Linked DNA regions of Mus musculus: regions 1, 2 and 3 are each linked to region 4. Evidence: chromatin contacts called from public Hi-C and promoter capture Hi-C data. All regions are on one chromosome and are shown on one strand. The core of a region is the stretch at or near the end of the contact, and the rest is flanking DNA. Distances in the headings are between cores, read along the strand shown. Region 1 holds the start of Pkn2 (protein kinase N2). Region 2 holds the start of Mcoln2 (mucolipin 2). Region 3 has its middle 17 kb from the start of Gm35187. Region 4 holds the start of Sh3glb1 (SH3-domain GRB2-like B1 (endophilin)).

Region 1 (6,828 bases), core at 2,514-5,013, 1.8 Mb before region 4:
AACTTAAAATTTAAACTATGAAGTCACTTGAGAAAGCAACCCAATGTTAATTTACTTAACATTCTTGTTTGTTGATTGTTTTCCTGTTTTTTGTTTTTGAGGCAGCATCTCACTATTTAGCTCTGGCTATCCTGAAACTAACTATATAGACCAAGCAGGCCTTGAACTCAGAGCACTCTCTATGCTTCTCCCTCTGAGTGCTGGAACTAATGACATGTGCCACCACGCCTGACAACTTAATTCTCTTGAGCTTAGTTTCCTAATTCATAAAATAAAAGCAACATATCTTACCCTACTAGATCTTTGTGAATGTCAAATAGGTATAAAAGATACCTAAGAGCAATGTCTGGTATGTAGCAAATACTGCTATTTGCACTTTCATAAAACTCTCTACCAGTACAAATGTGATTGTGCTATTCTAGAAAGTAAAAATCACCCTGTCATGTTTAGGTCCTGCAGATATTCAAAGTCCTGCAGGTATTCAAAGGACATGGACATCTGTAATGTAAGGTAACTACCTACCATAACTTTTCTCTTGAGTAAACTTCCTTTACCCAAACAAACACTTTAGGAACTCGGATAAAGGAGATGAATCAACAGTATCAACAAAATTATTTTAAATAGTTTCTTCTACTCAATATTTGGTTCTGTGTTTTCTTGAAGTAATATAGTCGTCTGGAGATTCTTGATACTTTTCATTAATCCCAGTTTTCTTAGAAATAAAATTTAGGGTTTTTTTTGTTGTTGTTTGTCTCACAAAAATAAGTTTCCTGCTAAGATTCAAATTTTAAAAAGTAGGAATATTATTATATACAAGCTAGAAACTGTTTAAATTTTTAACAGCCTGTTTTTGTTTTTATTATAACAAATATTCTTCCTTAAGGCTTCAAGTCTCTGGCTAACAAAGTTAATGTGCACCCTATTAATGCTTTCTTGTTTAATAAGCCTCCACCTTATCAGTGAGAGTTAAAAATGATACTCACAGACACATTATAGTAAGGATGAAAACAAAATAATGTGTTTCAGATTTACAAAGTTGCCTTTCTAGAAGCAAAGGTTATTAACAAGTCAATTCTAGTTCTAGCAAAGTATTTCAAATTCTGCAGTAAGATTAAAAAATGAAACTGAATAAATAAATAAATATGTCATTGACATTGTAATCAGTATCTAGAGGGAAACAATATTAAGACAAGAGATGGTGAAGTAACAGTGTTCAGCCACTAAACACATCTTACAACTGGTTACCTACTAAACAGTGTGTTTGCCAGAAAATCATTAAGAGCTAATTTTCCATCTAAATAAATTCAAACAATTTAGAAGATTTAAAAAAATGACTCTTTGAGTAAACTTTTGGCAAATAGCAAGTCAACGTACATTTTCATGACTAGACGAAATAAGTGTAGATTTATTAAGAGGTGTAAATTTATGGCCATGTATCTTAAGTGATGATAGGAAACAATATAAATATTTTAGTAAACATAATAAACTTTAAATGCAATAACTTTTATTAGAACTGAGAATACAATAAACAAAGAAAAATGTCCTTGATAGATAATGACAATGTAAAAGTTATTATTAAAGTACCACTTGGTAAAACTAGTTTTTAGAGGAAGCTATACTTTTTATAAAACATAACTGCATTGGGTGTTCCTTTGATTCCACTTTTTAAATTGTCATATTTAAAGGCTTTTATCATTCTTTAACTGCTCATTACTGCTAAAATTGACCTTACTAATAAAAAGGTCCTAAATATAACAATAAAATGCTTTCCGTTACAATGCCAAAATAAGTGCCATTTATGCCAACCCCCAGAAAATATAAGGATGCCATACACTTTATAATTCTAACACCATTGATTAAAAAAAAAAAAAAAAAGGAAAAAATGCTGCCATTTTAATGGCATTTTCTCATCAAAATCAACGTGTGCTTTTCATATTTCAAAATAAGGCATTATATGCTATTTCAAAAAAAATTTAAGACCAAAAGTACATGCTTACTTTTAGAAGCATGTACATTTTTTAAAAAGGATCTATTCAGTTAGCAAATGAGTGTTGTGAAGAGCTGCTCACTAAAAGCTAACTGTAGTTAAAAGGTTATATAGTGGCATTTTCAAGTGACAGGAAATTCAACTTTACTTTTCCAAAGGATTCCACAAGTGCAGTAGTGCACTAGTGTACCCTGCTGAAGTCTGTAATTTTTAAGATATTGCAAATATCATAGCAATGTGTTTAAACTTACATCTGATTGCCTGAATATACCAGGCTTATAATGAGCTTTAGAAAGAAATGCATTTCAAAAAGAAATTTAAACATTGAAGCAACTAGTAATTAAAAAAAAAAAATCAACCCTCTAATGCATTCAAAAGAAATGCAAGTGTCTCCGTTCTCACCTCTAATCTTTGAGTAGCCAAAATATCAATACATTAAAACAAAACAAACCCAGTTTAGAGACAAAATTTTAATCCAGATGTAAACATCTCTTGAATACTCCAAAGTAATGAAAAAGTAACCAACAGGATAAACTTAAAGTCTCCTACTCCATAGAGATCTCAAAACAAAAATCGTGGCTTACTTTATTTAGCTGGGAATAGGAAAGAATAATATTGCTTCGACACCGACTACACTAATTACGCCATCTATTTTGTTATCTTCTGCGGACATGTGCTGCCTAACGTTTTCACTTAATGAACAGTTCTCTGGTTTGTAAACAACTTCTGTAGCGCTCTCTCTCTCTCTCTCTCTCTCTCTCTCTCTCTCTTGTGTCCAAACCGGAGGGAAAATGAAAGTCTGGGGCGGTGGGGGGGGGGGGGAAGCATCAATATTTGAACTTCCGGATGTGAGCAGGGAGAGCCATCCGAGGGACCACCTCTCTCTCTCTCACGGAGTTCAAAAGGAAAAGTTGGGAGAGAGACGCGGCCCGCAGATCACGCTACGGGCTCGCGGTCACCTGAAGGCGGCTGGCAGCGCAAGGCCATCACTTCGGAGCGAGCCCTCGGGGGCTCAAGTTCGGGGGGCGCTCTTTGTGCGGTCGGAGGGGAAAGGGAGGGAACCGCCCACAGCCTGGGAGTCATTCAAAGGAGTTAGGGAGCGGGGCTGGGGGGAGGGCGGGGCGGTGACACCCGGAGGGGACCCGAGCGAGTAAGCGGCCCCGCCCGCGGGGACGGGGTCCCGCCGCCCGGTGGCCTCCGAGAGCGCGCGCGGGAGACCGGGTCCCGGGGCGGAGAGGCGGCTCCGGCCTGACACCCCGCGAGTTTCCACACCTAGCGGGCCAGGGGCGCGCCGCGCCGCGCAGCGTCCCCGACCCCGACCCCGCGGCCGCCTTCCCCTCCCGGGTTCCCCGGGCGGCGCTCCCGCAGGGCCGCGGCCCTTACCTGCAGCTCGGTGAGGAGGATCTCCCCCCGGTCGGGGTTGGACGCCATGGCGCTCCGCTCGGGCCTCCGCACCTGAAGGCGCCCAGCGGCGCGGCCGAGGGAGAAGGCGGGACGGGAGAGCCGGGCGGGGGGCGAGGACCGGAGAGAAAGCGGCAGCTAGGGAGTCATGGAGGCGCGGCCCGGCTTGCAGGCGCGGCTCATGGAGAGCGGCGGGGAGCGAGGGCCCTCGCGGCGCGGCTCCCCTCGCCGCCCGCCGCCGCCCGCCGGACTCTGTTCCCTCAGCCGCTCCCTCAGGGCGACGCCGGGAGCCGACTCGGAGCTCTCGGTGCGGGGCGCAGCGGCCGCGGCGGCAGCTCCTCCTGTCGCACCATTTGGCTGTCACCGCGTCGCAAAAGCGGCCGCGCTTGGCGGCTGCCGGCGCACGTGACTGCCGCGGGGCCCCGCCCCCTGCTGGGCGGGCTCTGGGAAGCCAAGGAGGGTTGGCGGGGACCCCAGGGCCAGGCGCGCGGGGCGGGGCGGACTCTGGGCGGGCCCGGATGACAGGGAGGCGAAAGGCCCCGGGCTCGCGTCGCCGGGAGGCGGGAAGTCGAGCGAGCAGACCACACCCACCGCGGCTGCGCTTAACGGCTCTGCGCGAACGCTAGGTCTGGCCTCCGGCCGGCCGCAGATTGAGCCTCGCTTCGGCCCTCCCTGCTGGGGAGCCGCGCCCTCCCGCCCGCCCACCCCGAGCTGTCGCTTCCTCCCTCCCCCACCTGCCGAAGCGTGTCCACCTCTCGCCTTTGGCTCGCGCGACGTCGCCACCAGTAAGGTGCACCGCGAGCCAAACCCGGGCGGAAGAGGCCCTTGGGAGAAGTGGGCGTGGTCAGGGCGCCAGCCTCTGCTCCGAGCAGTCCCCACGGGCTGCCTTTTCCTCGAGCGCTACCCTGAACTCTGTGGTTGGGACTAGAAAACTACTGAGCTCAAAGCTGACTTAGCTCATTTGTTGATTTTTTTTTTTTCAACGTAAGTTTAATGGAAAGAGATGAGGCAGAATCAGCGTCGGGAAGGAGCCAAAGCCGACTTTACTTGGGGAGGTATAAATGAGAACTAACTACTTAGTTGCAGAGTCTACTTAGTAGTGAGCCTTAACTAGCTACTTAGCAGCCTATCGGAATTAGCTACTTAGTAGCACAGTCTACTTAGTAACATAGTGTAACTTGTGGGAAAATGGACTTCTACAAGTAACACTTATGTATCACAAGTATCAACAGATACTTTTTTTGTCTAATCAATGAGTGGACACTCTCGGTAAACGCTTCCCTTGGGGTTCTGAAGATTAAGTGCATCTAATATAGCTGGTTCAAAGCAATGTGGACAAAGTGGTGATGGCTATTTAGGTGAGTATGGCAGGTTTCAGGTGGGTAGCTACAAGTCTGAGAAGCACTTTACCTTTCATGGGACATTGATGCAGGCTCCTGCAGATTTTTCTCCAAGAGTCTCAGAAATCATTGAAGTCAGAAATCATTGAAAATCTAGAGTTCTGTGACTCCGGCTCACAATATACTGGCAAAACTTTTCCGTTCTGTACTTCAAAAGTTTTACTATTTATATGTTTAATGAATTGCCTGGGCTGAAAATGATAAAAGCAACAAGTGCCTTAATTATTAAGTTACATAATCAACTTTAGAATGCGTTTAATGGATGAACACTGTTACTTCGCCAAGTGTCGTCTTAGGAATACTGTTTCACTCTAGAAACTGCTTATAGCTTAAGTGAAATATTTGTAAACACGCATCCAGTTTCATCATACTGCAGAGTGTGAAATACTTTGCTAGAGCTGGAATTGGCTTGTAATTAACCGTTGCTTCAAGAATGGCAGAGCTGTAAATCTGAGACACATTACTTTGTCTTCATACTTACTATAGTGTGAGTAACATTTTTAACTCCTGCTATTAAAATGGAGGCTTATTAATCAAGGAAGCAACAAGGAACTAACAACATTGGGAGAAGCCAAGTTATATGATTACCTTCCCTAGTAACTAACAGAGAGAGTTAGGCCCTGGAGTTATGAGTAGTCTTAAGAAAGAGTCTATAACAAGTAAGTGGGGAGTCCTCTTGAGGAAGCAGTGTTGTGTCCAAAAACACTATTACAATTTTAAATGGTAGGTACAAAGTGGTAGTATGATTTTTACTGTAAAGTATACACAACAAAACTTACCATTTAAAGTGGGTCACTAGATTCCTATTGATATGTTTTTCTTTTTCTTTTTTTATAATTTACTTTTCTCCAGGAAAGAGATGAGAAACTTCATATATACATAACAAGTGGCTAACTATTAAGAAGTATTTGTGCAATGCCAGGTGTGATGGTACACTCCTTGAATCCCAGCAATTGGGAGGCAGCAGCTGGCAGAAGTCTGTGAGCTTGTGGCCAGCCTGCTCTACATAATGAGTTCCAGACCAGCAAGGGTTACATAGATGCTAGACAAATAGAAACACAATAAGATTTCTTTAGAAAAACAAATTTAGATATAAAGAGAAAAACGAGTGTTCTTTAGAAAAACAAATTAAGGTCTAAAGAGAAAATGTTCACATTTCAGCAGCATGGAATTTTGAACCTAGGAGACAAACATGTAGCCTAGCTCTCACAGTAAGTACAAAATAATAAACCCCAGTTTAGCTAATTGGGAAGGAAATAGTACTTGTACTAAGTGATGTAGGAAAAGAACTAAGTCTTAGAACTGGCATTCCATTTGCCGCCTGGGCTGGTTTTAATCTGCACTGTGCTTTAAAATAGAATCTTCATAAACTGAATTCAAAGAGCCTTATGACCCTCAGACAGGTACCATAGGAAAAGACTTCAATCTTTCATAGTCCTAGTGTTAAAACCAGTATAAAAGTTTAATGTTACAAATCATCTGCAAGTGTAAACAAGTGCACAGGTCTTTAATAGTATAGGACATTTTTCTGAAATTAGTTGTGTTGGGGAAACTAGTACAACCCAAAGGGAAGACAGAAGACCTGCAGGATCATAGTTGGAAAGCAAATTAGCTTAGGCTAAAAGCTACCACTCAGCTCACAGTCAGTCTCATTCATTCATTCTCTCTCTCTGTCTGTCTCTGTCTGTCTGTCTGTCTCTCTCTCTCTGTGTCTCTCTGTGTGTGTGTGTGTGTGTGTGTGTGTGTGTGTAGGTGGGGATGGGGGAAGATAGTCAAAAGTGAATCACACTTATCAGAGGGGTGCATGCTTAAAAAGTTGTAATGGAAATGCTTATCACTTTGATCCAGAAGTGTTGTGTTCAGGTGTGTTTCAGCCCTGCTTATAAGTGTTCTTAGAAAAGCCTAAGTACAGTTCACTTTATTGTAGTCTAGTTTATATTTAACAAGAACAAAAACACAAGGTAATTTAAATTTCTCTTCGTCATTAAAATACCTAGTTTGTGTCACTCATTATACAGAATCTTTTAAATTTTTCAAAGA
Region 2 (6,328 bases), core at 3,399-5,898, 1.4 Mb after region 4:
ATGTCACCAGGGAACTGCAAATGAAATCAACTCCTGCACACCACTGTCACAGTCAGATTTCAAAACACCGAAAATCCCAAATGGTGGTGAGGGCATGAAGTGAAATGATCTTGTTTATTACTGAGGAGAATTCAAAACGGACTGTAGGTGGTGCCTTACAAGCTATATTTGCATATATTAGTAGTTAGTCCTAGCGCTTCTCAGCACTTATCCAAAGGATTTGGACACATGCCCACATTAAACGACAAACAAAAATAGTGGTCACACAGATGCTTAAAGGAGCCCTCTTCAAAATTTACAAGTGCAAGCAACCAAGGTGCTCTTGGAGTGAGTGGATCAATGCCTGTGGTATGTCCATTCAAGAGGACATTATCAGCGCTAAAAGGTAGTGAGTTAGCAGGTTATGAAGGGACATGGAAGAAGCTTAATTGGGTACCGTGAAGCAAAAGAAGTCACTGTGAAGATGCTACACACGGTAGCATTTCAACTGTATGGTGTTCTGGAAAAGGTAAAAGCAGAGACAAAAGAAAAACCTGCAATTCCTAAAGGCTACAGTAGGTGGGGAGGTCGTGGAAGGCACACAGAGGGCTATCAGGCCGAATGTTCAGTCAGTTCCAGCTGCTATAACACAGTAGTAATGATTCAGTATTTTAAACCAAGCAGTAAATGGTTATTTTTCACAGTTCTGGGAGATAGAAGGTTCTCAAAGTTGAGGCACTGGCAGTGAAGCTGCCAGGTGCCAAGTGAGAGCGTGCGTTCCGTTTTGCAGTTCAGCGGGTGCAGTTCAGACGGGTGACCCTGATGTGGAGGAGGTGGAGAACGTGCGGGAATCCTCCGCGCTTTCTGATCAATTTCACTGTGAACCTGTGTCTGCTCTAAGAAACAAAATCTATTTTAAGAACTTAAAATAACAACATTTCCATAAGCCGAGAAACAGAACCACTCCCATTTCCCTCTTGTCTGTACCTGTTTTCACATCACACATCAGTTGTAACAGAGGCAGTGCCATCTATCAAGCCTAAAGCAACAGAGCGATCCACAAAGCCTAAAGCACTGCCCTTCTCCTAACACAAAGATCACCAAGCCCAGAGTTAAAGGCTACTTTTGCTGAGCTGGATTGCTTTCTGCAGAAAAGCTGAGTCATCCTTCCCTCCTACCATGAGTGAAGTTGAAGCACAGCAGAATTTGATACAGCAGATAAAACCGAGCTGCTGTGAAGGAGACAGAACACCCGTGGCTTTCAAGAGAAAACTTCTTTCCAGAGATCAGAGATGCTCAGGTCACGGAGATTGGTATTGGGTTGATTTTCCACCATCAAAGGGAAGACGTAGACCAAGGAAGACTTAGTTCAGAGATTACAGTGTTTAAAAACAACAAAAGATTAATATATAGAAAGTTCAAAGCTTACTTATTTCATATCATCAAAAAATCAGAAGGACATGAAGCCACACAAATAAAAAGCTCATTTCCCTGTTATTTTACTGTGTTCTGTCTACACAGTGACTTCCCAATAGAGACTACTCTGGACTGCCTATTATAAAATTGTTGCAGGTCTACTACTATCTTGGCTTACATTTTCCAGATGACTTAAAAGAAAAAAAAATCCCCTTTAACATGGTAAATTCATGAAACTGTCGTAAGAAGGAAACCTGCAAGAGAAATCCATGACTGTGATTGGCAAACCTGAAATGTCTGATGCACAGTACAGGGTTGAACAAAACACTCTTGTGTCGTTGGAAAGCTAAGACACAAGCCTTGAAGCACACACAGGTGGGTAGAGCAAAAGCTTGTGATTGAAACACCCAACACACAGAACAAAGCAATGTCTAGTGCTACCCAGTGACACATGAACCTGGATCCTCACTGGAAACAAGAGACTCTAGTGAACTAACCTCTGAGTGTTTTAACAGGGTGCCAGGAAACCGTAATTCATGTCTCCCGGTGTGCGCGATAGCCCAAACTTTCAGCCGTCTGATTCCAACGATTGTCCATCTTTTTTTTTTCCTCACCTCTTCTCTATCCACAGCTCCTTCCTACATTTAGGTGGTCGTTTTGGGGCCCTTTCTACTTTAAGGGCAGCATATGTGGCGCCTGCGTGAGAAGCGTTTTCCTGGGGGATGGGGGATGGGGACGGAAGGAGGCGCACTGTACTGCCTGGTCTCAGCGAGGCAGCTTGGGAGCCAGTGGGTGCCCATGAGGATTGATACCCAAGACCCTCCTTTAGGAAGCTTCTCCTCTATGCTACTCTCTGAGAATTTACAGGGCTGGAGAGATGGTTAAGTCCTGTTCCCATCGTCCACATTAGAAGGACTCAAGACTCCCTGCAACTCTTGATCCAGGGGATCCAACATCCCCTCCTGGTCCATCCAGACACCTGCACTCAGGTATACATTCTCACACATAGACACACCGGCATTATACATGTAACTAAAAATAAAATAAAGCCCCCTTAAAAAAAAGATTTTGCTTTCTGGTTATATATCTACATTTACTTTTATTAAAATTTGAGACTGTGTGGTGTTGTGCAGGTCAGACTGGCCTGTACTTACGTTGTGATCCAAGCTCTTCTCCAACTCACTGCGATCCCCCTGACTCAGCCTCCAAAATGCCAGGACCATAGTGCACCACACCCAAGCTTATTTTAAATAGATCTCAAATATACTTATTTGAGATACAAGTTTCATTAGTAACAGCTATTTAGATAAATGTATCTTTAAATTTTATTTAGAGTTTTTAATTAAAATATAATAACATTACTTTTCCCTTTCTTGTTGCTTCTCCAACCCCTCCTGTGTCTCTCTCACTCCCTCTCAAGTAGGTGACCTTTTGATTATTATATATCTTGTTGAGTACACTTTAGTATGGCTTTTGTATATAGGATTTCAGGGCTGACCACTTGACATTGGATATTGGATACATCTGCACTGACTGCTCAGGGGATGCCTTGGAAGAGGGGACAGAATGCTAAACATCAGTTATGAGACCCCCATCTCCTAGAAATGACAGGGACCTCATACCTAGATAAATGTATCTTTTACAACTACCTAGGAAAAGACATATTTTCTCCACCGGTGAGACTGTTTCTAGATTGTCACAGGTGGGAATCTGTTTAGAGAAACATTTGCCAATGAAGAAAGTTACTGGACACCAGCAACTGTTTAATGACCTGTCTTGTCAGTGGGTAGATATAGTAAGAAGAAAGGTTTTGGAGTGTCAGAGACCTAAATAGAAAGAGTTCGTCTGCTAGTGGCTGTTTATGTGACTTGGGAGTAGTAACAAATGTCTGTGAACACATACACTCTCTCTCTCTCTCTCTCTCTCTCTCTCTCTCTCTCTCTCTCTCTCGTGTGTGTGTGTGTGTGTGTGTGTGTGTGTGTGTGTGTGTGTACCCCACACATAGGTATCACTCATGACTTGCAGAGACCAGAGGACTTGCTGGAATGGATTCTCTCTGTCCACCCCATGATTCTGGGGTCAAACCCAGGACTGGCTACACTGGGGGGAGGGGGCAGTGTACAGAATCCTGAGCATGAAGGTACGGTGGGCACTGTGACTTTTCAGACAGACTTTCTCAGACTTTCCATACCCAGTAAGCGTATTTCCTAAAAGAAATTTGGAAAAACAAAAACAAACAAAACTCAAGCATTTTTACCCAGTAGTTTTTGGAAAGTGACTTTTTAAAACAGAGTAGATTTGGAAGGGTGGGGGTGGGGCAGAATATTCCTCAACACCAACAGCCCTTGTGAGGTGCAGACAGGAGGACCAGGTTCAAGGCCAGCGTCAGCTTCATAGCAAGTTGGAGGCCAGTCTCAGTTATATGAGGTTGTCTCAAAAAGCAAAAAACAAAACAAAACAAAAAACAAAAACCTTACACAAAGGGTCCAAAAGGCTCTGTCCAGCTCTTTCTACATAATCCTCTACAAACTGTCCTTTGCCCTAGCTAAACATGGGGACCTTTCGAACACTTCCTAACGCACATAGCCTGGAAACTTAGGGGTTTAGTTAGCTCCACTGCATGGTGACGACAGGAGCCTCTGAGCCGGTTCTGTCCAAAAGGCCCTGCTAGCTTCAGGTTGGGTACTGTAGCCAGGTTCATAGAAACCAATTGTCTTGAAGCCCCTGCTTTCAGGCAACAAGGGGGAAGGGCATAGAGGCCGCTGGGGTGGGCTACTCTGGGCTACTCAGGGGTCAAGCAGACTGGCTGCAGAAAGCTGACTTGGTGGCTGAGGCTGGGGTCTTGCTTTCCACATGCTTGCCCTGTCATCCTAACTACTTGTTAGGGAGTTATCAGAATAAAGACTCCTTAGTGAAGAAACCCATCCCCACGAACTTATTGATTCCAAGAGGGAGGAGCATCCGGTAGAACTCAGTACCAACACTTTACTTGTCCAAAATCCCAGCGTTGGTAGCACGTGCTTGTTGTAATCTTAGTACTCAGGAGGCTGAGGCCGGAGGATTGCTCTGGTTGCCAGTGTGGGCCACATGGTGAGCTCAAAAGAAATGCAATGAACTTTTGAAGGAGTCAGAGGTCTGGGGGCGGGGGTGGGGTGGTGGGGTGGGGAATGGGGCGGGAGGGAGGAGGTCAGGACGGCCAGGGGGGCGGGGTGGACGACGGGCGGCCTCATAGCAGGCTTTCCGGACGACTTCCCTTTATAAGGGCGTCCACTCCACCTGCATCTCGCAGACACCCGTAGGCGGAGCCGGGTGTGGGGACCGTGGGGACTGAGGGAATTTGGGGTCACGTCATGCCCGGAGACGAGGAGACGCTGGACCTGCCTGCGTGGAACCGCGTCCCGGACCTGACTTGGGGTCCCCACCACAGGTGGGTACTCCCCCAGTGGACCATGTCTGGTGGTCGTCTGGATTCCAGCGTCCCCTCCTGGAATATCTCCCGCCGAGAAGGTGTCCCTGAGCTCACACGTGGACCCCATTCTGCCTCGCGTCCGGGCTCTCCGCTACGTAGCAAAAGTCCTTCGTGACAGCGCCCTGGGTCGCCCAGCGCTGAAGGAAGTCAGCGGCCGAGGGTGGGGACGCGGGGGGCGTGGCGGGAGGACAGGGCCACGCGTAGCGACCAGGGTGCACACAGCCGCTTTTCCGCAAAGTCCCGGGGCTGAGATCAGAGCGCTGACTGGAAGGGTAAGAGGCTTTGGTCCCCTAAGGCTTTCATTTGGGGGCCACTGAACCTCTGGGCGGGGAATGGGTCTAGCTCCTTCAGTCCCGGGAGCCCTGGAAAGTTCTGAAGGAGGATGGCTGGCCCTGAAACTGACGGTTTTCCCAGGCAAGAGACCCGGAGAGACAGAGAGGGATCAGATGTTTTATGACTTTTGTTTTTTGGTGTGTATGTGTGTGTGTGTGTGTGTGTGTGTGTGTGTGTTTCTTTCCTGGTGACAGGACTCTGAAAAGATCCTGGTTTGCTCTACCTTAGAGTTCTTGCTACCCCGGGCAAACTAATGCTAACTGCTTGCACTCGGTTAAAAATGAGGCTGATTGTTTGCCTTCCGGAACAAACCGACTTTTTCTTAGGTGGGAGGGTTGCGGTGTGGTCAACCCTGGTTTCCCCAGCTCTATGAAAAGGCGTTCAGTGAAGCCAGGTGGCTCTGCCAAGCGGCCTCTCCTGAGTTTGAATGTCTGCAGCAGCGCAATTGAGCCGGGGAGGTGAGGACAAAGTGGCCTTTGGCTCCTGCTTGCTGCTCTTAAAACAAATAGTGGCGGGCTGTTAAAGTTTTCTAAGGGAGCAGGGAGCGGCCTCTCCTTCCTAGCAGGATGTTCTTGAAGCCAGCAAGGAAACTGAGCCATAGGGAAGTTAGTCTATGATGGCTACCTGAATGGATGCTTTTCTGCAAGGGTGGCATAGACTTCTCAGACCTTCAAAAGACCGGTTTTGAACTATAAAACCATGTTGGTGGGGCTACAGAGGTGTGTTCTTTTCTTTTGTTTTTGTTTTTTTCGAGACAGGGTTTCTCTGTGTAGCCCTGGCTGTCCTGGAACTCACTCTGTAGACCAGGCTGGCCTCGAACTCAGAAATCCCCCTGTCTCTGCCTCCCAAGTGCTGGGATTAAAGGCGCCCGGCCAGAGGTGTTTTCTTGCAAACTCAAAGAACACTGTTGGAGCCAGGTGACAGTACTTGGGACCTGTAATCCCAGTGCACAACAGGCAGGAGACAGGAGGACCCCCCCCCCCCAAAGTTCACTAGCCAGCCAGTCAGCCCTAATTTCAGAGCTCCAGGCCAGTGAGAGACACTGTCTCACAGGAGGTCTGTGTTGTTCCTGAAGATGACACCCACAGTTGTCCCCACATGCACAACACGTGTGCATGCATGTGCACGTAC
Region 3 (6,481 bases), core at 1,425-3,924, 1.2 Mb after region 4:
GTGGATTCTTGCTGGGCCCCTCCTGCCAGGGTGGACACTGATCTAAAGAAGCAAGTGGCTCTTCCGTGGCGTAGCTTGCTCTCTTCCATCCCACTCTCCAAAATGCACTCCTTCCCCTACATACGTGTACTCCTTCTCATACCAGCTCTTCAGCTTTGGACCGCAGGCCACAATAAGCCACAGCTGGGGCCTTCTTGAGCCACATAAAGCCAAAACCTGTCAATGTGCTGCAAAGATGGCTCAATGGTTAGAACACTTGCTGGTTAGGAACGAGGGCCAGAGTGTGGACCCCAGCACCCACGGGAATGCCGAGTAGGCATGACTGCCCACCTGAAACTCCCATGCTCAGAAGGTAGAGACGGGATTGGCACAGTGTCCTGGTGTCCTTATTCTGCTATCACGATGAAGCACTGAGACCCGCAGCTTAGGGGAGGAATGAGTTTATTTGACTTACACTTCTGGATCACAGTCAGTCACGGAGCAAAGCCAGGGCAGGAACCCAAGCAAGAATTTGCAGCAGAAACCATGAAGGAACAATGCTTGCTGGCTCCCGTATGGGTTCACACTTACCTAGCTTTCTTAGACAACCCGGGACCACAGGCCACAGTAGGCTGGGCTCCCCTACAGCAACTAAGAACAAAGACAACCCCCCACAGACATCCCCACAGGCCAATGTGATTCGGCTACTCCTTCAATTGAGACTCCCTTCCCAGATGACCCTGGGCTACATCAGGTTGGCAGTTAAAGCTAACCACCGCGTGGGGTAAGCTGGCTGGCTAGATGCTCTACCAGTGAGCTCTAGATCTTACTGAGAGACCCACCCTCTACGAATAGGGTGTAAAGTGATAGAGGAAAACTCCCAGGGTTAATCTGGGCCCTACACACGCCTCATACACCTGTACCCACACATGTACACACACACACTTGCATGCATACCACACACATGTACACAGGATTGTTTTTAAGGTTTAAGTAATATATCATTGTCATAGCGCTGCACTCTTGTGGCTCTCTGGGACCAGGACATGTTATAACCTCATTCCTTTAATTCTCACAAATGCCTCATGGCGTTGTTGAGAAAACTAGGGGCCGGCCACAGGGTCTAGCAGCACGGTGTTACTATCCTAGCACTGGGGAGGCAGAGACAGGCCAATCTCTCCGAGTTTGAAGCCAGCCTTGTCTACACAGAAAGTTCCAGGCCTCGTTGGCCCCCATGGGTAGTCACAGATTTACTGAGCATAGATCTGGGGCTGTCACCCAGTTCTGTTCGGCAGCACAGCCCTTCTCCTCAGCATCGTCCTCTGCTCGATATTGAAAGCAAGTGTTCCAACAGAGTTGAAAATTTCAAATAATGACACAGCAAGGCACCTGCAGAGTGTTTGCTACACTTCCCATCTCTGCTTCTCCGTATTAATTCGTGTCTCACCGCCTGCCCTCTCACCGCCTGCCCAGCCCCCACTACTGCCACCACCACGGGCAACCCTTAATTTCTCCTCAGAAACAAAAGAAATCTAAACTATGTTTGCAGAGGTCAGTTTTTGCAGAAAAAAAAAAATTGTGTGGTCGCAGCGCCCTCTGGTGGTGGCATACTTGTTTTCTCGGTGACTCTCTTGGTCCAGAGAAGCAAGAAAGGACTAGAACCGCTACCCAACACCAAAGAACTAACCTGCAAGAAATCTGCTTCGCAGTGAAGCTGAGAAATCTGCCTTTTGTTTGCCTTTCCTTACTTCTACTTTGCTGAGACCCAGGAACGTGGCACCAAGAGGACCAGGGGAGGGCAGGAAGCTGTCAGGATGTGCCTAGGCCTGGGGCTATCTCAAGACATGGAGAGCACAAAAGCCACCTGTGATCTTGGTGATAGCTCTAATTGTCAGCTTAACACAATTTAGAATCATCTAGAAAGATTCTTACAGCTTGAGACAGGAAGGCACACACTAGTAAAGACTTATACGGTAGATACATAGTGCCGACCTCCTGGTTAGGATGGAAGTTAGACAGGAGCCAGTATACATAGAATGCCTAGGCTGGTGGTGTTCAAGAAATAGTTACAACACCAAGGAGGCTGGAGATAAGGAGTGGAGGAGGGAGGAGGAGGAGGAGGAGGAGGAGGAGGAGGAGGAGGAAGAGGAGGAGGAGGAGGAGGAGGAAATGGGATCACGACTTCTCACGAATGGCTTATATTTATAACCATGGCTTGTGGTTGTAGAAGCAAGAGAGTGAGGTGGCTATTTCACACCAGCATTCAGGAAGGAGAGAGGGAGGGAGAAGAGAGAGAGGGAGGGGAAGGGGGAAAGGGAAAGAGAGTGAGAGGAAGAGAGGTGAAGCCAGAACTGGGCTGGACTTCAAAGCTCAGGCCACTCCCCTCAGTGGCCCACGTCCTCCGGCTAGGCCCTGCTTCTCAAAGGTTCCACAGCTTCCTAAAATGTCTCCACCAGCTAAGAACCAAGACTCCAAACACACGAGCTGTGCTTCAAAGAATGAGACAGCGGGGAACACAGTACCCTGCTTAGGAGAGACTAGAGACTGGGAGCAGAGATTTAACAATATTGCCATCCAACAGAGAAAGTAGGGGTGGATATCTCCTTGCCAGAGGTGCCCTCATTACAAGCCAGCCTTGCCCTTTGCCACCGTTCCCTCTGATCTGTTGAAAGACAGATGGGACAGCCACCTGTTCAGAGTCCATGCCGCTGAGAATGTCACACGTGCTGTTGGCTGGAGAACAGATATTAAATCCTGAGGCGTATCTGCTTGAACCTCAATACCTGCCGGACATCTACTGCCATTGGAAGCACGGCTCTTTGACCTTGACCCAACTGGAAATGGAGAGTGGCCTGTGGACATTGAAAGAACAGAGGGAAGCCGGGCAGTGGTGGCACACGCCTTTAATCCCAGCACTTGAGAGGCAGAGGCAGGTAGATTTCTGAGTTCGAAGCCAGCCTGGTCTACAGAGTGAGTTCCAGAACAGACAGGGCTACACAGAGAAACCCTGTCTCGAAAAAAAAAAAAAAAAAAAAACTGAAAGAGCAGAGGGGGTGGGCTGGGGAGCCAGCCGACAGCAGGGGTGTGTGTGTGAGCAGAGAAGAGTCATTGGAGCGTTGATGGAGTTGGATCTGGAAGGGTTGTAGTTATTGATGTTTGTCAGAAAGTCTATGTTCAGGATGATGATGATGATGATGGTAGTGGGACCAGGCATGGTCCGAGAATCCATGCTGTGTGGTGCTGTCCTAAGAGCCAATAAAGAAGAGAAACAACTAAATCGCTGCCCAGGGAGGGTCCTTTAATAAAATGCTGCTCTACTCCTAGCTATACACGCTGCTTTTACGATTCTCTTCAGAATTGCAAAAACCACCATCCACACTAAAAGAATATGTCAGGCTTCATTTTATATTTTTTATCTTGAGACTTGCAGAAACGTTGTGCAATAGTGCAAAGGGTGTTCTTATGTTCCCTCCTGTTCCACGAAGGTGGACAGCTTACCAAGAGTGGGAACTAGGAGAGGTAAGTAAAAACGAAGATGATGGTGTGCTGTGCAGCCATGCATGGTTGCACGTGGGACACCCGGAATCTGGCCCTGTGGACTGGCTCACTGACTTCCTCCCTCAGGCTCCTGATGTTTCTTCACTGAAGTGGAAATACCATTATACCATAAGCTTGTGGGTGTTGGTAGTGCTTTGTTAACTCAAAACTTCGATCTAAAACTTGGGATATCTGGGCATGGAAGTATCTATCTTTAATCTCAAGACTCGGGAGGTTGTAGCAAGAGGGATTATAAATTCAAAGCCAGGTTTAGGTTACCTAGTGAGACCCTAAAAAAAAAAAAAAAGCAAACAGGGGGCAGAAGGGTTGTTCAATGCATAAAGTGCTTGCCACAGACACAGAAGGACCTGAGCTCAGAGCCCTGGCACACACATAAAAAGCTGAATGAGGCTGGAGAGATGGGTCAGCACTGAACGAGGGTGGAGAGATGGGTCAGCACTGAATGAGGGTGGAGAGATGGGTCAGCACTGGAGAAAGCTTGCTGCTTTTGCCCTTTTGGGCCTACATACATACCAACATACATACATGCTTACTCAAACACACATACAGGCATTGGTGTTCACACACACATGGAGATGGTACACATGAACTGCACACAGAAGTCCTTATCTTTGGAAGGACCCTTTGTATGTCACAATACTGTCTGTCAGTTAAAATGCTACCTTTATCTTGGTGTTTCGGTTGGATGATTAGACAGTGGGTTGGTTAGAGAGTTGGTTGGTTGATTTTGGTTGCTGTCTATACTCCAGTCTGTCGGGGAACTGGGGGCATTCTGAAACTAGCTGGTTTTCCAGCATGACTGAAATACAGATTTGACTCTTCTGAGTGAGGACTCTTATCTTGGTGTGTGTTGTCTAGACTCCCCCCCCCCCTCAGGTAAACATCTCAACCAAGAACTATGACTTTGGCACTCAAGTATCTGTCTTTGTACATTCGGTTAGAGAACTTAATCATAAATGATTTTGCCACACCACATAAGAATCATCTCTTCAGATTGGCGAGTGCTTGGCTATGCCAGCTCCTCACTCTCGGACAGCTCTGAAGACTTTGTGAGATAGCTCCGTGATGGTATTTCCCTTCTACCCTGAGTTTACCCCAAACTTATGAGAAATGTACCCAAGTCCAAAACATCACACTTAGTACTGATAAAGTGTAGAGGGAAGTCCTTTCTTGTATATAAACAACTGTGACTTCAATCTGGAAATGACTGTAGAAGGCAGAGCAGAGCCAGGGCAAGATCCCTGTGGGGTCAGAAGCTGCCTGGGGAAGTCAGGTAAACCTGGGGTCACAGCAGACAAGCACATCCCGAAGGGGAGAAAGCAAGGCGTTGGGCTAACCTATCAGCTTTACTTCCAAAACTCCTAAGCGCAGATGCAATTCTGAAGTGGAAACTTTGGTTTTCCTTAGAAAGCCAGTTGTGTCTAATGATGTTTCGCTGGGGCAAACACATGGAGGAGTGTTTTTCTAAAGCAGATATAAGTAAAAGGATGTTTTGTTAAAACAGACACATGAAAAAAGAAATTTCACTAAAGCAGACACAGGTTTAAAAAAAAAAAAAAAAGGTGTTTTGTTAAAACAGACATGTAAAAGAAAGTTTTCCTGAAGCAGACATGGATAAAAAAAAAATGTTTTGATAAAGTAAGTGTGTCAAAGGACACATGTGGGTATTGGTTCCCCTTACCTTGCATAGCTGAGCTCCATTTGTGGTGACTCCATAGAGAGAAATACACCAAAAAGCTTCTGTTGGTGTTCTGGTGGCTTCTTGCTGCTTCTGGAGACTCCGGCCAACTGACAAAGTGATGTCCGCTGATGCAGACTCACATGGAGTTGTGCTAAGGCAAGGCACGTGGTAAGGCAAGGCACGTGGTAAGGCAAGGCACGTGCTAAGGCAAGGCACGTGCTAAGGTAAGAACTGTAGAAGGCGCATGGTTTTGGAGAAAGTATAAATAGACAATGACAGGGGCTTACATAGCTAGCTTTGCGACATGTCATTGGTCTTGCTTCCTCACTGAGAGAGGCACAGCTGAGAACTTGTCCTGGTGTCCCTGGTGGTCCTGGTCTCTCCCACTGACTCGTGCCAATTCTGCTGACGCCTGGCTGTTTCTGCCATGCCATGACTGATTGGTGTTTACTGTTCTGACACCACTAATAAACTAGATCGAGCTGCCGCTGCTGACTCCTGTGAACTAAGCTGCTGACTTCCTGACAGCACAGATTAGATTTGCTCTAAAAACAATTTTTAAACAGGTCCACTTCCCCTCTATCCTAAAAACCTTTCTTTTCCACTACCTCTGGTGGGTGATGGGCTAAGAGGAAGGTTAAAACATCTAAAAACCCATCTTAAAAGTAAAGTCTTAAAAAGCTGAACTTACACAATTCTGCTATGAACCAGACCTAACCAAGGACCTTTTTTTTTCTCAGTCTTTTCAGGACCATTATCATCAGTGTTCTTCAAGGATACCTGGTCGACCTGCTTTCTGTTGCATTCAGAAAAGTAAAATCCTCTCTTCAGAGCCCTTTCTGGCATTCACTCCTCCCGGCCCTGCATCAACCCTTACCCTTACCCCCAATCCTCCTCAAACTGAGGAGGCTGAGGGCAAAGAGGGAGCAGGGCCTTGATTCTGACATTTCCTTTAAACAATATAAAGGATGCAACCTGTTCTCCTTTGGCTTCACACACACACACACAGACACACACACAGACACACACACAGACACACACACACACACACACACACACACACGCATGCACTGTTGGAGGCGTCCATATTTTTGGACTTCAAAGTCATTAAAGGTCACATAGCCCAACAACAATAAGTGGAAAACCTAAGCTCTGTGTGTGTGTGTGTGTGTGTGTGTGTGTGTGTGTGTGTGTGTGTGTTTAAAAGCCTGTTTCATTTGGATGAGTCATGCTTTTAAGCCAATACACAGTTTAGCTGTAAAC
Region 4 (6,236 bases), core at 2,984-5,483:
CAGTTCAGCACACATGGCCTTGTTAGTGCTCAGAGCTTAGCAGTTTATTAGTGTTGTGACGACTGAGAGGCAGACAGTTGAGGTATGGACACCAGGATGGCCTCCAACTCGATTTTCTTGCCTTCTTTTCCTGAGTTCAGGCACCGTGGCATATGCACCGTGCCCAGCTTATTTCTAAAATGCTCCCCCCCACTACCCCCAGTAGAGAATGCATCTTTGCCATGCTTCTAAATTCTCTAATGTCAGGGCTTAGTTTGTGTTAAAAATTCCATATACTAAGCTATACATTTTCTTTTATCAGACATTTTTCAAAACTTTACAGGTAAGAACAATAATTCTCGTGATGAATAACTTGAGGACTGGAATGATTAACACTATGGCTAAAGTGTCAAGTACTGGGATTGAATAATTACTTGTTTGACTTATGCTGACCTCAAGAAGTTAGTTTTTATTTTACTACGATAATCCAAATACAGCCATGCCGTGCTTCACTGTGTGGTGTATTTTACAGCACTGTAGACCAATCTGCATTTCACAGGATACTCACATTAATTACCAATGTAGGGATGGCTTAATTGCTATCTTGGATTAAAAAAACAATGGAAGCTGGGGCTGGGACAGGTATGCAGTAACACTGCTAGTGTTATATTTCTAACCAGAAGTAATTAAACTTCTTTACTAAAATGTAAACTTGTATAAAATAGGATTATTTCCCATGATCTTATATTTGGGGGCCCAACTTCTCCAAAAGCATAATCGGATGCCAAGTTTTTCACACTATTTCATCTGCAGCACAGTAAAATGGCACAAGGACTGAACGTTTAATTCTTTATATACTCTCCCAACAGTGTTTTAAGAAAGGGATTGTCTTTGAGTTGAGAGCATTATACTAGGCACTGGATGAGTTAGTAAAAGCCAGTCCCCTATATATATTCTACCCTAACACTTTTAAAGTACCAAGACTTATCTACCTATTTATATATTTGAATAGTTTTGATCTCATGTTTCCACTTAAAACAAAAGGATAATTTCTAATAAAATGCCTGAGCAAAATGTATGTATGTACCTATGGAAGGTGACCAGAGAATGGCCCACTTTTTTAAAGTACAATTTTCTTTGAAAGGAAATTACTTAGAAATGAGAAAGCTTACTTTTCTCTACTACTCTTGCTTATAAAGAGCCACTGCACAGTTCTTAAACTACTCTTGGCATGGAACTTGGCACTTTGGCACTCTACAGATATCACCATAGCTCAGAGCAGTAACTCAGTTATTGACGAAATGCTGGAATAAGAAAACAGTGCTTTATTGAAAACTAATATTCCAGCATTCTGGATTTCACGTTGTAACTTAGAAACACCCTGCTTTCCTTGTAAATTTACTTGAAAAATACCGTGGAATGTGTCAAACAAAAAACTAGCAGTATAGTGGAAAGCAGTATAATGAATCTTCATAAACCTTACTTATAATTCAGTTTCAACAACTACCAAAATTCTGCTAATCTGCTTTCAATTACTTGGTCTGTTCTTCTGAAAAACTGTAGAGTGAGCCTCAAACGAGTATAACCATAACTTTTCAGCATGTAATGTTAACAGACAACATAAAAGGACACATTTAAAACCTCAGTTCTCATTCCCTCCTTAATAAATGTTTGAAGTCACAATCCAGAGTCATTTTTCACAGGTTTTTCTCCTACTCCAGGGCTAGTCTGACACAGTCAACTAGTCACAAATACTTAGCTGGTCTTGGGGACACAGCTCTTTTCCACCTGGCCTCCCCAGTATTCTCAACTTGTTTGTCTGGAATAGCTTTCTTCCAAAATAAAAACCAACCAAACAGCAAAGCCCCACAAGCACTGTGTTTCTGTTACTTCACGAAGGTCTCTTGGTGCCTCATGCCATTAGAATGGGAAGCCCAAGTCTCCTGGCACCATAGCATGGCCACCGCCACCTCTCCGAGTAAGTACCCTTTCCGCTTCCACTGCCTTGTTTGCTCATGCGCTCTATGCTGCTGGGCTGGGAGGAGACTCTTCTGATTTTATTTTAATCAGTGAAGCTAAACATGGAACATAGAACTGAATAAGACTGAAGAGAAAATTATTTGCCAGCTTACACGTTAGGATACAACTTAAAAACCTTTTCGGTAAAAAAGCACCAGAAACAATTAGAAACTAAAATTCATTGGGGAAGTATAATTTTTATGAAAATTTCTAGCTTTACTTTCTAAAATTGAGTCTTTCAATAATTTAGATTGAATTATGTATTTTGTGTCTGATTGAGACACATAATTGTATTAAACTGTGGATTATGTAGTATCTGTCACATTAAATACCTGGAGTAACAGGTAAGCAACACTAAACAAAACTTACCACAGCCTCGGCTCCTCTACTGAGTTAATGTTAAGTCTAAAAACACCTCATCTCATCCCCCAATTATTGAATCACACATTTCTGGGGAGGAAGGAGGATTAAGGGGCGAGTATGGCTGTGAGCTTCTCACACAGTGCACTGGTCCAGGGAATCAAAAGCGAGGTGGAATCTCCCATCCCTAAGCGTTACTCACTGTTGGTAAGAGTTCAGATTTTACCAAATGATCTTTAAGTTCTCTTGGGGCCACATCATATTGCTATTTTACATATCTTAACCCCGTGATGATCATTCTGAGGGAAAACGCAGCCTCTAGTATAGTAAGTAGTGGGTCAGAGGGCAACTTTGGTTGTCTGCTAGCCAAGCAAGTCAAGCCAGTTTATTTACCCTCTCTAAGACTGCTTCCTTTTTAAGGGAGGGCGAACAATGCCTCTCTGGCAAAGTGACAGAGATGGGCTGCAGCTAGTACGTTCAATGCACAGTAAACTGCTCGTCATACTATTTTTCATAAGATAGGCAGTCATTACCCTGGGGAACTGTCCGATTCTTTTGCCAAGGATAACGAAATATGATATTCACAGTGCCAGTAAAATGAAATGAATCAAGAAATAAAGCAGCACACGTGAGATTTATAGTTCGGTGGGATTTTGGCACATGGGACATTACTTTTGTTTTCTCTTTCCGGAACAGAGGGCTGCTGCTACCCTATGTCACTAACTTCAATACCAGATTGTTTACAAGCCACGTTGTGAAATTGACATCTGCTCCGAGATTTAACTGAGTTTGCATAATGTGGGTGTTGACTGTAAAAAATCTGCCCAAGTTCCCTATTGCTGACACTTCCTTAATCACAGAATAAGGAGACGCAGTGAACTTTTCCCTTCCAAGTGCGCCTGAAGCCAAGCGTGCCCGGTCCCCTCCAATGTGACAACAACGTGAATCGCGTCCTCCTCTCACCCCTGCTCTATATAGCCCATCTGGGGAACGCGTCAGGGCACCCCTAATCCTAGGTGTCCTGCGTCCTTGGTGAAGCTGGGACACCGACAGGGACAGGCAATCTCCATCTCCCCCACGGGCTGCTAAGCTCTGGGACAATCCTTCCAAGGGGCAGCAGCGAGGGCTGGTGGGAACTGAGCTGGCAGCTCCTCTGCGTTGAGGGGCAGGAAAAGGAAACTCCCTTCTCGGTCGGACGCGGCCCGGAGGGCGAGAGCGAGCGCAGCGGAGGGTGGGGGTGGCGCCAAGGTGCTCGGCGTGCCCTGCCTCGCCGGCTGGGGCACCGAGGCCTCCGCCCCGGGGTGAACCCAAGGTGTCCGCCCTGGGCCGCGTCCCGACTCGCCTGCCGGGGCGCGGGGCGGCGGCGGCCGGGCGAGCGAGGCGGAAACGGCCAGCGGGGCAGGGGCGCCAGGCCGCGCCCATCGGCAGGCCTGGGTACCAGGGCGACGCCGTCCCCGACCCGCCCTCCGCTCGCCCTCCCCGGCGCCACCACCCCGCCCGGCCCCAACCGCCGCCGCCGTACCTGCACGGCCCGGCTGAGGAAGGTGCCCGCGTCGGCCGCCAGCTTCTTCACGTTGAAATCCATGATGTTCATGCCGGGCGGCAGCCGGGCAGAGCCGCCGGCTGCGCTAGCGGGGAGGCGGGGAGCGCCGCGGCCGGGCTGGGGCGCCGGGCGACGGCGACGGCGGGGCGGACGTGGTAGGTGGCGGGAGGCGGCGCCAGCCCCGCGCAGCTGTCGTTTCCTGGCGGGGAGGCGGGGGAGGGAAGAGGGCGGGCGCCCGCGAGCGCGCGCCTCTCCGCTCACACGCTGGGCCTGTCGCGTCGCCGAGCAGCTGCGAGCCACGGGGACCGAGGTCGCGTCCGGAGGAAGGCCCCGCCCCGCCCCGCCGCCCGGCGACTGTGCAACCGCGGCGGAAAACAGCCGGCCGGGAGGGGGGCGTGGCCTCACCGATGGCGTGGGGTGGGGGGCGGGGGTGTCCTCGCGGGAACAGCGACCCCTGCAGGGTGGCCGAGGATTCACCACTGGGTGGAGCCGCTGCAGAGGTTCTCATGGGAACAGCGACCCCTGCAGGGAGGCCGAGGATTCACCACTGGGTGGAGCCGCTGCAGAGGTTCTCATGGGAACAGCGACCCCTGCAGGGTGGCCGAGGATTCACCACTGGGTGGAGCCGCGGCTGAGGCTCTCCTGACAGCTCACTAAGCACCAAGCCAGTGTCAGAGCATCAGTGGAAGTTCTTACCAGAACGAGAGCCTCCTGGGCTCTCACCCTGATTCCCTCCCACAGCATCTCAGTGAGTGTCTGTGACAGAATCGCCCGGACAAAAGTTCCTTAGAAAAGCATGGACAAAACGTTCCTTAAAAGGAAACAGAACTGACACTATAGAATCATTGGCCCGGATTTCCTGTATTGGGTCTGGGGTCAAAGGCTACCTATGGCTTGGGTAGACACCTAGCCAATCTTTGCTGAACGGGATTGTCTTCATTGTCCCCTACCCTATTATACTTTGACTCACTGTTGAGGACCTATTGTGTGTGAGGCATTGAGTAGGTGCTGAAGGGTTCAGTCCCTTTGGTGGCTGGTGGTCATCTGAGGCATATTTAGAAAGTATCTCCCATCCCCTGGGAAGGTATATAAGAGCATTTCAGAGAGACAATGGAGAAGAAAGACAAGGTTCCTATCCGGTTATACATTCCTTCACTCCTGAGTACCTACTGTCTGGCAGGGCCTCAACCTTCCAACTCTTAGCTGTGTGATAAAGGCATGAGCCCTTCCCCCCACACCCACCCACCCAGACACCCACACTACACTCAGCTAATTTAGTTTCTGTTTTCTGAGAAAAGGCCTCATGCGACCTAGCCTGGCTTCAGGTATCCAAAGACCGCTTCAAACCCATCACCCTCCTGTCTTTGTTTTTCTTTCTTGTTCCTCCCTCCTTTTTCTTCTCCCCACTTCCTTTATCCTGGGGACCAAACCACTGTCCAATAGATCCTGTTTTACAGGTCTTATCATGTAACTTTCATTTTGGTGTTTCAAGATGCCTCTGGAACCTCTAGATATCACACATATGTTCTCACATTAGAAAGGAAATGAAGGGGAGAGGCAAAAGTACACACCAGCTCAGTGTCCCTTTCTCCTTTAAAACAAGCATTCCATAACCCCCAGCTCGTAAACTTTCATTTTCACATCGTTAGTGAGAACTGGGCCATTTAGGTCCTCACAATGGCAGTTCGATCGAATAAATGCAATGTGCTCTGTTAAAAAAAACTAAGAGCATTTGTGAGAGAATGGTAGGTCTTGTCTTTAACAGTACGTATTGTTGTCTTAGACAAGACAGAGCTTGTGCTATCGAAGAAGGAGAGAATAGTTACAGGAGACGCAGCTGTTGACATTTGCTTTGCTGCTATCAAGCAAGAACGAAAGGAGTCTTACGATCTCTGGAACCTCTCTGCAGGCTTTAGGTCTATATAATTTTAAAAAATCGGGAGGAAGTTCTGAGGCTGGAGCTCAGTGGGTAGAATTTTCCAAGTGTAAGTGTTAGGCCATTGGTTCCAGTCCCAACTGAAAGAAAAGAAAACAGGAAAAACGGGGGTGGAGTGGATGGGTGCACGTCGACCCTGTTAAAAGGAGATAAAACAAACCGTGGTTTCTTCTGTTGTCTATCATTTGGCCTGTGACAGTATTTTTTGCTATTTAATGCCATTATAGACAAAAACTAAAAGTTGGATTATTTGTGAGGATTTTACTATATATTAATAGGGAACAAGAGTATCTGTACGTTATACGCTGTAGAAAGATTTAAAAAAAAATCTGTATTTGAGTATTTTGCCTGCATATATGTCCACGGACCACTTGTGTGCCTGATGCACTCAGAAGCCAG

What was found. Promoter capture Hi-C pulls out the DNA fragments that hold promoters and counts their contacts. A called contact is a pair of places that touch in the nucleus more often than the background predicts.
Region 1: a promoter capture Hi-C map of pre-B cells shows a contact between it and region 4, with 7 times the contacts expected there. The contact joins the promoter of Pkn2 here to the promoter of Sh3glb1 in region 4. A contact is called at or near these places in 5 of 39 promoter capture datasets (embryonic stem cells, hippocampal neurons, liver and 1 more), 5 of 484 Hi-C or Micro-C datasets (CD4 T cells, embryonic stem cells, liver and 1 more), 5 of 115 datasets of contacts at active chromatin or transcription factors (astrocytes, extraembryonic endoderm stem cells, fetal liver and 2 more) and 1 of 9 other capture datasets (adipose tissue).
Region 2: a contact with region 4 is called in a promoter capture Hi-C map of pre-B cells, with 4 times the contacts expected there. The contact joins the promoter of Mcoln2 here to the promoter of Sh3glb1 in region 4. A contact is called at or near these places in 3 of 39 promoter capture datasets (hippocampal neurons, liver and pre-B cells).
Region 3: a Hi-C map of the Ba/F3 cell line shows a contact between it and region 4, with 6 times the contacts expected there. The contact joins the enhancer-like site here to the promoter of Sh3glb1 in region 4. A contact is called at or near these places in 6 of 39 promoter capture datasets (frontonasal cranial neural crest, hippocampal neurons, liver and 2 more), 2 of 484 Hi-C or Micro-C datasets (the Ba/F3 cell line and CD4 T cells) and 1 of 115 datasets of contacts at active chromatin or transcription factors (pancreatic cancer cells).

What each region holds. Positions count from the first base shown.
Region 1 is chr3:142,878,241-142,885,068 of GRCm38.p6, forward strand. Pkn2 (protein kinase N2) reads right to left here and starts at 3,764. Exons shown (of 22, transcript NM_178654.4): 1 at 3,371-3,764. The coding sequence starts at 3,418. It overlaps 9530052C20Rik (RIKEN cDNA 9530052C20 gene), which reads left to right and starts at 4,255. Exons shown (of 2, transcript NR_152127.1): 1 at 4,255-4,746.
Region 2 is chr3:146,145,185-146,151,512 of GRCm38.p6, forward strand. It overlaps Mcoln2 (mucolipin 2), which reads left to right and starts at 4,649. Exons shown (of 14, transcript NM_026656.5): 1 at 4,649-4,822. The coding sequence starts at 4,746.
Region 3 is chr3:145,904,102-145,910,582 of GRCm38.p6, forward strand. No RefSeq gene overlaps it. Among named protein-coding and RNA genes, the nearest start is that of Gm35187, 17 kb to the left of the region's middle. Within about 2 kb of position 2,675, at least 23 of the 459 cell types and tissues checked have an H3K27ac peak or open chromatin away from gene starts, as enhancers often do. A contact at or near this core is called in the Ba/F3 cell line and liver, where this site is marked.
Region 4 is chr3:144,716,102-144,722,337 of GRCm38.p6, forward strand. It overlaps Sh3glb1 (SH3-domain GRB2-like B1 (endophilin)), which reads right to left and starts at 4,234. Exons shown (of 9, transcript NM_019464.3): 1 at 3,881-4,234. The coding sequence starts at 3,952.